Linked DNA regions of Gossypium hirsutum: region 2 is linked to region 1. Evidence: chromatin contacts called from public Hi-C data. All regions are on one chromosome and are shown on one strand. Each heading gives the region's core, a stretch centred on a gene start, on an enhancer-like site or on the middle of the called end of the contact. The rest is flanking DNA. Distances are from core to core; before and after follow the strand shown.

Evidence for each region. Hi-C and Micro-C count contacts between places; a contact is called where the count stands out from the background.
Region 2: a Hi-C map of leaf shows a contact between it and region 1, with 4 times the contacts expected there. The contact joins the promoter of LOC121211442 here to the promoter of LOC107898975 in region 1. A contact is called at or near these places in 9 of 34 Hi-C or Micro-C datasets (hypocotyl, leaf and petal).

What each region holds. Positions count from the first base shown.
Region 1 is chrA12:91,185,924-91,192,842 of Gossypium_hirsutum_v2.1, forward strand. LOC107898975 reads right to left here and starts at 3,778. Exons shown (of 2, transcript XM_016824554.2): 1 at 3,200-3,778; 2 at 1,473-2,538. The coding sequence starts at 3,532. The coding sequence ends at 3,236. LOC107898966 (chlorophyll a-b binding protein 7, chloroplastic) reads left to right here. Exons shown (of 4, transcript XM_016824544.2): 1 at 1-5; 2 at 346-569; 3 at 707-1,221; 4 at 1,473-1,703. The coding sequence ends at 1,490.
Region 2 is chrA12:91,374,071-91,380,079 of Gossypium_hirsutum_v2.1, forward strand. LOC121211442 reads right to left here and starts at 2,970. Exons shown (of 2, transcript XM_041084209.1): 1 at 2,158-2,970; 2 at 1,945-2,064. The coding sequence starts at 2,970. The coding sequence ends at 1,945.

The DNA.
Region 1 (6,919 bases), core at 2,528-5,027:
CCCAGGCAAGCTCTCTTTCCCTTATTATTATCAACCTATTTTCGAACAATATAAACCTATGTTATTCAGAATTAAAGTGAGTGTGGGGATATCTAAATATGTGCCGACATGAATGTCAGAAGAAAAATAGTAACATAGTTAACCATGCTAAATGTCTGCACATGTAAGTGTATTAGAAATGATGAACTGGTAGTTAACCATCTATAAGTGATCATGCTACACTGATCGGGTAGGAATTTTCCAGCTATTTACATGTGATAGAATTCTTTGGTTAAAATGGTGTAAACAAAAACTAGAAATAATAGTTGAGGCGATCAGGTTATGATGTGTAAGAAATGTTTACAGTTCCCAGAGGAGTGGATCAGTAGTGAGGACAACAAAGGCTTCTTTCCTTACAGGGAAGAAACTTCGATCAGTCAAAAAGTACACAAAACCAGCAGCAGTCCGAACCGTTCCGGTGTGTGCAGTGGCTGACCCCGACCGACCTCTTTGGTTCCCAGGCAGTACTCCTCCTCCATGGCTCGATGGCAGCCTCCCTGGAGACTTCGGTTTTGATCCTCTAGGCCTTGGTATAATCATGTTTCATCCATTGAATTGAATCAAGTACCTCACAAAGTTAAATCTTCTTTTTTTTCTTTTTTTTTTCTGTATGTGTGTATGTGTGTATGTGTAATATAGGGTTGAATTTTATTTTATTTTTTAACAGGATCAGACCCTGAGACCTTGAGATGGAACGTACAGGCAGAGCTCGTCCATTGCAGATGGGCAATGTTAGGAGCCGCTGGGATTTTCATCCCAGAGTTCCTAACCAAAATTGGCATTTTAAACACTCCATCATGGTACTCTGCTGGAACCGAGGAATACTTCACTGACACCACCACCCTCTTCATCGTTGAGCTTATTTTCATCGGGTGGGCAGAAGGGAGAAGATGGGCTGACATTCTCAAGCCTGGGTGCGTAAACACTGACCCCATCTTCCCTAACAACAAGCTCACGGGCACCGATGTTGGGTACCCTGGTGGGCTGTGGTTCGACCCTCTAGGTTGGGGAACTGGTTCCCCTGAGAAGATCAAGGAGTTGAGGACTAAAGAGATCAAGAATGGTCGATTGGCTATGTTGGCGGTAATGGGTGCTTGGTTCCAACACATCTATACTGGCACTGGACCCATTGACAACCTTTTCGACCACCTCGCCGATCCTGGTCACGCCACCATTTTTGCTGTAAGTTCATCCCCTCAAAAACCAATTCCATTTGTAGTGTTTAGTTTCAGTTTGGATAGATTATTCAATTTGAATCGGTTTTGGTTGAATTATTATTCAAATATGTTCTATTTGGTTATGTTTTTTATTCAGAGGTTAAAGCTTTAGGAGTTAATGCCATATATAGATGCTGTCAATAAACACCTTTACTTTGAATCAAATTTGTTGTCTTCCTAAGCGTTGGACTAACTGGTGTTGGTTGTCCATGTCAGGCTTTCACTCCCAAGTGAGACACAATTAAGAGACAACCTTTAAGAGCGATTAAAATGTTGGGATGACAACGATGATCATACCATTCCTTACGTCGGAAGAAGAGCGGAAGACTTGTAATGTTGTGGGGGAATGTTTGTATTAGTAGAAACTGTAATGCCTCTTTTTGTATTGTAGATGTTATAGTGATGAACAAATATTTGTGTGGAATTAGATGCAATGAATTTTATTTATTCAGGTTTATAAACATTTATGAACTCCAAAGCCCAACAAATGCTGGTAAATAAATCAGCTTTTCTTTCCTTCATTCATACCTACGTACATACATGCATACAGGGATGTGGCGTAGATGTATAAAAAGGTGGTGTTTTTTTTATACAATGTGTAGAACTAGATTCTTTTCTCACCTTTAAATAAAAGGTTAGATTAGATGTGTTTCAATCCACGTCCTCTTACTTTAATAATAATATTGATGTCGACTAAACTAAAACTCAATTGACAAAAAAAAAACCTTAAAATTCTTTTATATTATAATTTATTTATTTATTAAAAAAATAACATTTTAATTATTCGACAACTAAATTTGACTCAATTCATAATATATTAGAAGAACCGTAGCCATTACTAAGAGTAGATTAGGGATGCAAAGAAAAAGGAGATAGGGGGCTTAAGGTGACTGAGAATATTGAGAAATTAGGATGCATGTATTATAGTAGCAATCTGACTTAGTCGCAAAAACCTAGTCCACTATGAAGCTTCCATTATTAAATAAGGTCGGTCATATTATATGCACTTGGACTCTGCCTTGACTTGGTCTCCTCTCTTTCTTTGCTTAAAATTAATAATAATAATAAACAACTGTTATTTCTTTAACAACTTATAACTTAACTGCTAATGTTTTTATAACTCAATCAGATGAAATGGAGTGAATGAGCATCCCTCCCTAATATTTGAGACCACTCAGCTAGTCTGCATTATGTGGATACTTGGTCAACAAAAGCATCAGCTTTTCAGCATTAAGATTTAAGCCTATTAGGCCATTTCAATGTCTGCGCCATCATGCATGCCCTGATAAGTTGCCATGCAACAAATCTTATATTAAGCTCTTCTTCCATAAAAAAAAAACAAATAGTTTAAATAGTAAATATCTATAAATCTTAATTACTAGAGCAACAAGTTTGGCATTCTTGTGCATTATTATATTCCCCACCAAATGAATTTTAGAAACAACTACCAATATCCAAACATCCCACAATGTGGTGCATTATTTTTGCTTCTTAATCTTTCATTCTTCACTTGAATTCGTCAACTTCACTTCACAATATATAAAGAAGAAAAGAAAAAGAACTTTTCAACTATAATTTTTTAATAATTCAAATGCTGATAGGAAGACCCATTTTATATAACTCATGGAATTCGAATTCTTGCCAAGGATGAATTTCTTTACAAATAATTCTCTAATTTCCGAAAAAAAAAAGCACTATAATTTTGCATTAAAAAACTAGTTAGCTTAAGCGTAGTTAAAATCATCAAGAAATACCATACAGGTAAGCAAGCTATAAATTCAGTTTGAAGTTTGATAAGAATCTGAATAGAGTGATTGCAATACAAGATTTTAAGATGCTAACCTCCCCTATCTCTCTCTTCCACTCTCATATATATATTTCACAATAAAATTCCTAAAAATATATATATATAGATCAATTTATAGTAAGCTAAGAGTTCTTACGACTGTCGTGATTCAAGGACAGCAAAATCTCGATAATTAGAAGCTTCGATTGGTTGGTTGACGCACAATGAGTTGGACCGGAATGGGGCGGCCCGTACCTGATCCGCCGCAACTGCTACAAGCCCTGCGACCCGACCCCGAGCAAGTCCGACAACCGACATCGCCATCCGACCAGCGGGAACAAATACACGAGACACGCCCTGTGCCGTTGCAAGTGGGGCATCTCTGGAACGGTCCGGCCATGGGTTTCTGGTCCATGACCGATTTGACAAAAACGGCCCCGGCCAATACACCCAAACCGGTAGCCATCTGGGTCAACACGATGGGAACCATAACGTCTAAAGATGGATAGTAGGGGAGGGAAGGAAGAGATAAAAGGAAAGAGGAAATTGTGAGATCTTTTTCTTGGTGGGAAGAGTATAAAGGAAAGAAGTGGTGTGGAAATTATACACGTATTCGATGCTTTGAGGGTTTGAGTTCTTGACGTTAGTGCTTAGCCGAAATTGATTTTTATTTTGACCGGGTAGCCTAGAGCTTGGGCTTGCGGATTGCCTGACGTTGCTTATTTCCCTTCGCTTCTTTGGAGATGATGGACCGCCACTAGCAATTAAGGACGTCCCCAAATTTTCTTTTTGAAAAGTTTTTTTTTTAAATATCCAAAAGTTTTTTATAGAAAAATGAATTTAAGTAGATTTTTTAAAAAATTACAGGATTAGACCGAAATTTTTTCATAACCAACGACTCCCCACCCCAGCGGCTATTTCAATAGCCGTTTAACCCCATCCAAATATTAGTCTTTATTTTCTATTTAAACCCTTAATTCTATTCATTTTTTAAATCAATCTCAATTAATCTTTCTCTCACATTCTTAAATCTCTCTCAAATTTGTTTGGATGGCGAGCACATTTCGGTCGATCAATTGCAAATGGTAAGGGTTTTTTTTATATTTAATCTAATTTAATTTAAATATTTTGTTGTTATATTGAAATTTGATATTTTGTATTTTTATATATATAATCGGAAGATCAGATTTCAGAAACATATATTTGTATTTGACTTGCTCCTCCAATGTCTTTAATTGAACCACATTGGAGAGATGCATGATTTTTACATGTGGCACGTACGAGTAGGAGTATAAATTGGATGCCACACTTGTAAGCGTGTTGGTGGAAAGGTGGAGACTCAAGATGCAAACATTTCATCTTCCATGCGGCGAGTGTACTATCACACTCGAGTACATGTAGTTACAACTCAGGTTAATGGTGGATTGGCCGATAGTGACTGGGTTAGATGTCGCAGCCGATTAAAAAGATATATGCAAAAATCTTTTAGGGAAGGTTCCAGACACGATTTATAGAGCTCAGATAGATATGAACTGGTTGAAAAGAAATTTTGGTGGGCTCAATGCGGAATTGAATAAAGTTGAAAAAGAACAAAACTCTTGGGCGTACATCTTTATGATTATCAGAAGTCTCCTAATGCATGATAAATAATGAAATCTTGTATATTTAAAGTGGGTGCTAAAATTCTTGGACTTTAGAGAAGCGCACAAACTCATATACACCATTGTGGCACACATTTTGCTCGACAATATGTTAAATAGATTTAAATATTATATTATATTAAAAAAATCTAATAGAAAAGATATGTCCTATATTTGAAGCTTTACTCGGGAATTAATTGGATTTCCCATACCTCACATAAAGAATATTGAACATAAAATCTTAAAGCTCCTTGGACCTTTCCTTACTATTAACTCAAGCTTTCATCTGCCACATTTCCATTATCCTTATATGGTAATTATCTATTAGATATTTTCTAATAATCTTAATAAAAAACGTATATGGATGCATTAATAGATACTTATTTAATATTTAATTTAGTTTGTAATTAAATTAATTATAATGCAACAAAAAGAATCTATAATTTTAATAAATAAAATTATTAAGAGAGAATCCCGAATCTCAAATATAAGATGAAAAAATCAAAAAAAATTCTAAGTCAGGCGGAAGAAGTAGTTAAGATGAAGGCATTATTAGGTAAAGAAATAACAAGAAAAGGAAGAGTTGTGGAAACCTAAGAGAAAAACGCCATGCAACCATTTTATATTTGGACACGTGGGGGTTTTGTGTAAAGAAATCTGGAGATGTGAAAGAAAGAAAGAAAGAAGAAGGCAGCTGTTGGCTCTACTTTATTGGAAATCCATTCTTGCTATACAATGCCAAAGTCGTCACGTTTTTTATGTTTATTATTGTCATAAGTCTTACACAACATTTTACTATTTTTATATCCTATTTTATTTTAATTATTAATTTACTTATTTGCTTAAAATGAAAATTGTAATATAAATATTAGATTGCAGTAGCCATTACGATTTGATATTGTAAAAATTGTGCAAACCAAATAAAGAACATTAAATTTTGTTTACGTAGTTCGGTTTTCCTACATCTGCGAAGCTTAACATAATTAGTAGTTCTACTATCTTTAATCCACAATACAGCAAGTGATTCACACTCTATCACTCTCTCCTTGTATAGGGATCTTCCTTTTGTACTTAAAGATTAGAACATTCACCTCCCCTGAGAACTTGGGCGGTAAACACTCAACAATATTTACAATTCAGATTGCACACTCTCCCAAGATAGTTCCACGATGAACAAATTAGAATGCACTTAATAAGCTCTCATTACAAAACCTAGACAAGCCTCCAAGCATATATAAATTTTCGCTTGTTAACATAAAATCTAAGTTAATACAAAGTAACTCCTTGAAAATAGCTATTATATCAATAAACAATCAAAGCACAATCAATCGTATCTCCAAAATCAACAACACCACCTCGATCAAATCTTTACATTCCAAGCAGTTAATTGATTCACACGAATCCAAACCAATCTTCAAATGTCAAGGATTGATTTCTATAGATGGATCAAAGTAGTTTCAATAAAACAACATATTAACATATCCAAAAATTTTCCTCATTGAATTGTCAAATCAAATAAAACAAACTTTTTTTAATTAGTCCAATAGCAGTTTGTAGTTGACATTGTTGAGTGCCACTCAGTAACTCACTCATTTTGCCTCAACACTTTTTGGTTCTTATGTTTTTTTTTTCCAAATTGAAACTTATGTTTGGTTTCCGTTATACAAAGTGGTACTCGAAATTAACAATGTTAATTTTTCTATGTGGTCTAATGAACATTTGACACGTGGCAATGATGAAAAAATTATCAAAAATAAATTTGTAAAATTATAAAAAAATTATTTTATGTAAAAACTTATAATTTTTTTATCTTCATGTATTTTTTTTTATCTTCTATAAAAGTATACTTTGTAAAAATAATATTTATATTTACATAAGATATAATATTACCTAAAAATATTAGAGTATATTTTGTTTAAAGAAAATGATTTTTAAAAATTGATGAAAAATAGATTTCATTCAACAAAAACATTCGAATGCCAATACGATTTCATGTTTATTAAAAAATATTTTATTTTTAATATGTTCGGCAACTATTTTTTTTTAAATGTATATTCAGAAAAAGTTATAATTTTGGTGTATGAAAATGTTCTGTTTAAATCTTGAGTTGATAAATGCATTTGAGTAAAAACTCATTTAGTAACTATATAATTTGGAGGTAATTATGTAATTTTAAACAAAAAAAAAACTTTTAAATTTAATAATTTAAATTCCAACCATTTGATTTTTCACGTGTG
Region 2 (6,009 bases), core at 1,720-4,219, 190 kb after region 1:
AAAACTATTCTTCCAATCATGTCTATAGTCTCTTCAGGAGATCCTGGTATAATCATTTTTTCTTTGATTTCACCATCATTAATCTTTGCTCCTTTCTTTTTTCAAGGATTCTTATCTTTAGAACCAATTGGTCTACCACGCTTCAGGCGTGTATTAGATTCAATAGCAACTAGATTTTGTCCTTCTGGGACATTAAGTTTTATTGGAGCATTTACAGCTAGTATATGTGACTTAGTCACTTTCTTTGGGTCAGAAAATGCGTCTGGCAATTCATTAGCTAAACTTTGTAAATGAATAATCTGTTGAACTTCTAAATCACATTGCTTAGTTCGAGGATCTAGATGAGCTAATGACAACTCTTTCTAACTAATTTTCTTATCCAGCTGTTTGATTTCTCCCCCTAATGTTGGAAAAATTGACTCGTCAAAATGACAATCTGCAAAACGAGCCGTAAATAGATTCCCTGTAGATGGTTCTAGATATTTAATTATGGATAGGGATTCAAATCCAACATATATACCCAACCTTCTTTGAGGTCCCATCTTAGTTCTATGTGGTGGAGCAATTGGAATATATACGGCACATCCAAATGTTCTTAGATGGGAAATATTTCATTCCTGACCATGAACTATTTGTAAGGGGGAGACTTTATGATAACTTGTTGGCCTGATGCAAATTAATGCAGCTGCATGTAAAATTGCATGCCCCCAAGCAGTGATTGGGAGTTTTGATTTCATAAGTAATGGCCTTGCTATCAATTGAAGTTGTTTTATTAAAGATTCTGCTAGACCATTTTGTGTGTGAACATGAGCTACAGGATGTTCAACACTTATTCCAATGGACATGCAATAGTTATTAAAAGACTGAGAAGTAAATTCACCAGCATTATCAAGACGGATGGTCTTAATAGGAAAATCTGGGAAATGGGCTCGTAATCGAATCAATTGAGCAAGCAATCTCGCAAACGCCAGGTTGCAAGTTGATAACAAAGATACATGAGACCATCTACTCGATGCATCGATTAAAACCATAAAGTACCTAAATGGTCCACATGAGGGATGTATAGGCCCACATATATCCCCTTGAATTCGCTCAAGAAAAGTAAGTGGTTCATTATTTATCTTAGCTGGTGATGGTCGGATTATTAATTTCCTCAGTGAACATGCAGCACATGTAATGTTTTGAAGAATCTGCTGGCTCTTCAATGAATGTCCACATGAATTTTCAATTATTTTTCGCATCATTATTGAACCGGGATGGCCTAACCGGTCATGTCAAAGAACAAAGTCATTAGTAAACTTCTGGTTTGCTATAGCATGTGTTTCTATAGAACTGATCTTTGTGTAGTACAAACCAGTAAAGAATGCAGGCAATTTCTCAACAATTTGTTTATTGCATTGAGCAATACTCATAATTTGAAGGAATTCACAATTTCCTTCGTTTAAAGTCTCAATATGATATCCATTTTGGCGAATATCTTTAAACCTCAATAAATTTCTTTGAGACTTAGGGGAGTATAATGCATTAATAATTTCAATTTTTGTTCCCCTTGGTAATAAAATAATTGCTCTTCCGGAGCCTTCTATAAAAGTTGTACTACCAGATATAGTGCTCACACTTTCTTCTTTCATTATTAAATGAGAAAAATATCTCTTGTCTTTCAGTATGGTGTGAGTAGTTGCACTGTCTGCTAGACATATATTTTCACCATTCATAGCTGATTGCCTTTGCGAGATTATGTTCTTCAAAGAAACAACATAACCACAAAATGTCACACATAATGGTTAAAATAGGTATTCAAAGTTCAAATTACTAAAAGGTCTATAAAACAAAATTATCACATAAAACATAGCACTAGTAAAGGTCATAACATCATTATTAAAGTTGCTAAGTGAAACATAGAGTAGTAGAGGTTTATTTTATTATTTATCGAAATTTGTGGCCTTAATAATTTCCTTCAGGGGTAGAAAGAAAATCAGCCACTTCTAAATGGGTTGCATTGCCATCATCAAAATCACCTTCGCCATCTTTATACACAAGATTGGTTTCTACTTTCTTTCCCTTCTGTTTTATGGACTGCTGATAAAGATCAACTAGATACTTTTGTGTGCGACACATACGAGACTAATGTCCTTTTCCTCCACAACTATAGCATACATGAGTCACATTTTCACCTTTTTCTTTCTTTTCACTGTTACCATTTTTCCGATCCCACTTCTGGTAGGAATGTGAATTTTTAAAATGACCACCTCGACCATATCCATATCTATGTCTGCGGCCACGCCCTTGGCCACGACCACGGCCACGGCCACGCACACTACTATTTGCATGGTGTGTTTCTTTTAATTCTTGCCCATTATGTAAACTCACATTCGCTTCAGGGAATGGAGTAGAGCCAGTTGGGCGTAATTCATGGTTTTTCATTAGCAGCTCGTTGTTTTGCTCCGCCACTAGGAGACAAGAAATTAATTCAGAATATTTCTGGAAGCCTTTTTCACGATATTGTGTCTGCAGGACAACATTATTTACATGGAAAGTTGAGTATGTTTTTTCTAACATTTCTGCATCAGTAATATTCTCTGCACATAAATTCAATTGTGAAGTGATTTTGAACATGGCCGAGTTATAATCACTAACAGACTTAAAGTCTTGCAATCTTAAATTCAGCCACTCATAACGAGCTTTAGGCAAAATCACAATTTTATGATGGTCATATCTTTCCTTTAGATTGGCCCAAAGAATTTGAGGGTCCTTAACAGTCAAATATTCGGTCTTTAGACCTTCATGGAGGTGATAGCGAAGGAAAATCATCGCATTGGCCTTATCTTGTGTACTTTCTTCATTTCCCTCCTTAATAGTCTCATTAAGACCCTTTGCATCTAAGTGAATTTCAACATCTAGTACCCATGATAAATAGTTATTTCCAGTGATGTCCAGATCCACAAATTCGAGTTTTGTAAGATTTGACATTATAAACTATAAGACAAAATATACAAGTCCATAATGTAAAATAAAGCATGTTAATATGCAAATGAAATAACACATATGCAAATGAAATAGATCAACTTGTTACCATTACTTCACCTAAGCGTCCTTCGGCAATCTTTAAGGAAAAATTTGTTGGCCTTGATTTCTTGTATTAGAGACTCGTGCTGATAATGTGTTGTGAAATAATAAAGAAAGAATAAACTAAAATGTGATAGAAGAAAGAGTGTAGAGAGAATATAGAAAAGAGAGTGTATCTTTATATATATATATATATATTTTCATGAGTATATGAGCCTCATATATATAGGGGTTAAAAGTAACTCTCTAATTATTATAGGGCATGTAAAGGGTCATGACCTTTTATCTCCCATATTAATAGGGTATAGGAAAAATCTCATAACTTATGGGGTATAGGAAGAGTTTTATAACTTATGGGGTTGATAATGACATCCACATAAATATTTCATAACAAAAACACATATTTATAAATTAAAAAAATCATAATTATGTAAACAAAATTTAAAAAAAAAACATAAAAGTTGGTAATAAACAAAACACGTACTTGATACTGTGTGAACTGATAACTGATACATATGGATATAAATGCTTAACCACATCTATAAAAGTAGATTTTTCTGTATTTATTAACACTGGCTTGGTGCTTCCGAAAGGAGGAGATTGAAATGCTTAATAGCAGGCAGCTATTGCTCTATATTATGTGAAGCCTACAAAATTGTTGTAAAGCCCAGAGAAGAAATGCAGATAAAATTAAGGAGCCCCTTAACCTTATACAAAACTGAAAATCTGATCCATTCCTTCCACTTTAAAATGGTGGTAACCATGTCATGCCAACGGGGCTTCTTACTTTCTTTGTGTATTATTGGCTTTTATGAAAAATAGATTGTAGTTGCAAACCTTGACTGAGCTGAATAGATCTCATCTCCTCACCATTTATCAGAACAGAATCTGACACCGTTAAGAAGAATTGAAATGATGATCCATGGTTTGAAGTCCGAATAATACCCTATTGTATTCATACAGACATCATTTAGGAAGAACATGATCTGGTCCTTCAAGATTGAAAAGAACAGAATCTGACACCGTTGAGAAGAATTGAAATGATGATCCATGGTTTGAAGTCTGAAGAATACTCTATTGTATTCATACAGACATCATTTAAGAAGAACATGATCTGGTCCGTCAAGATTGAAAAACAAACTTTGTTTCTACTCTATTAATTGGTTGAAACCTGTGTGGCTTTGACGTGATGGAGTGAGTTCTCAATATGTATAGTCACGGAAAAGCCCATACAAAATTCAGGTTCCTAAGGCCAACTAAACCCAAAAGTTTGGTGTCTTAAGAACCTAGTTAGAACAACCCAATGACAAACGAAATCATCTTTGATCTTCAGATGAACTGTGCAAATGGCGGATCGTATGCCTCCATCAATATGGATACATGGATCATTCCTTGATTAAATTACCGTCTCCACTTTTTGCTCATTTCTGGACTCTTTGTTTTTTAAACTAATTCTATAATATTAAAAAAAAATTAAATATCAGATTATTTAGGAGAATGACCTAAAATCTACAGTGAAATTGGGTGCAGTAAAATATGGAAAGCAAAATTAATTTCAGCAGCAAAATATGTAAAATATGATGTAAAAGAAAGGAAAGAAAGAAAATTCTATTTGGGTTTGAAGAGGAAACAAAATTCTAGTTCAATTGGGGAAAGTTGGATTAAATATCTAGGGCTTAGGAATCCTAGGGCAGCAGGAGTAATTTTCTTAAAGTTTTGGGCCAAAATTTAAAGAAAAATTTGAAAGAAACGGTTTTGAGGATGGGGTGGCTCGAACTCAAGTATGCAATGGGACAAAAAGCAAGCTTAATCATTAACTTGTTGCCCATACTTACTAAATATTCACTCCCAATAATGTTTGTTTTAGTGTGATTTTTCATTCTAATTTACTAATAAATAAATAAAAACAAAGAAATGAGAGAGGAGTAATATAACCTAGAACTAGGAAGTGTACCAACTACTTAACCATAAAACCTACATCAATTGCTTGATTATTTATTTCAATTAACTGCTTATTTTTTGGGGCATGACATTGAGAATTATTTTAAAAAACAAACTAATGGTGTGTTTGGATGAAATATTTATAAATAAAAAAAAAACACTAAGGAGAAATTTCATTTACATCAATATTTTCTAAATCATAAAAATGAATTACTTATTTTGGATAAAAATATCAAACAATTTCAAAATTAGTGATTAATTTCAAGAAAGAGTTTCAATAGCTCAATTTCTTTTTTTCAAATTCTAGCTCGTTTTCAAAATTCCTCCTAAATTTATTTTATGTAATAAACATGGTTACACTATAAAATAAAAAAATCAATTTCAAAAATCATTTTTATTTATTCTAATATATATTTTTAAGATTTATTTTATTAAAAATATTTATAATTTTTTACAAAAACAATGATATCCATATTGATTTTTTTTACATTTTTTATTTTTAATATAATTAATTCTTTTTTATAATTTGTGAAATTTCAGCAACCTAATTTTTTTTTAAATCAATTATTTATCCAAAAAACCAATTATTAATGCTAGCATTTTGAATTAATGAATTCTAAAATATTAGCATTTTAAAATTTTCAAAAAATTTAAAATTCTTCATCCAAACACACTCTAAAATAATCTTAATCTATTTTTGAAAATCATAAAAAGATTGTAAAGTTATAAGTATGCAAATTTAAAAAATAAAATAAAATAAATAATTTCTTAAAAAATAAATTTTCTTTGGAATTTTAGGGTTTTTAGAGAATTTAAGAATTTCATGAAAATTTTCAAGAATTTTATGGTATTTTACTTAAAAAACTTGTTTTTTTAAAAAATATAAAAATATATCATAAAAATGCAAAAAAAAATCCCTAAATTTTCTAAAAACCAAAAATTCCAAAAAAAATGCATTTTTAAAATTTTATGAAAAATTGAAGTTTCGCTTACTTATAGATT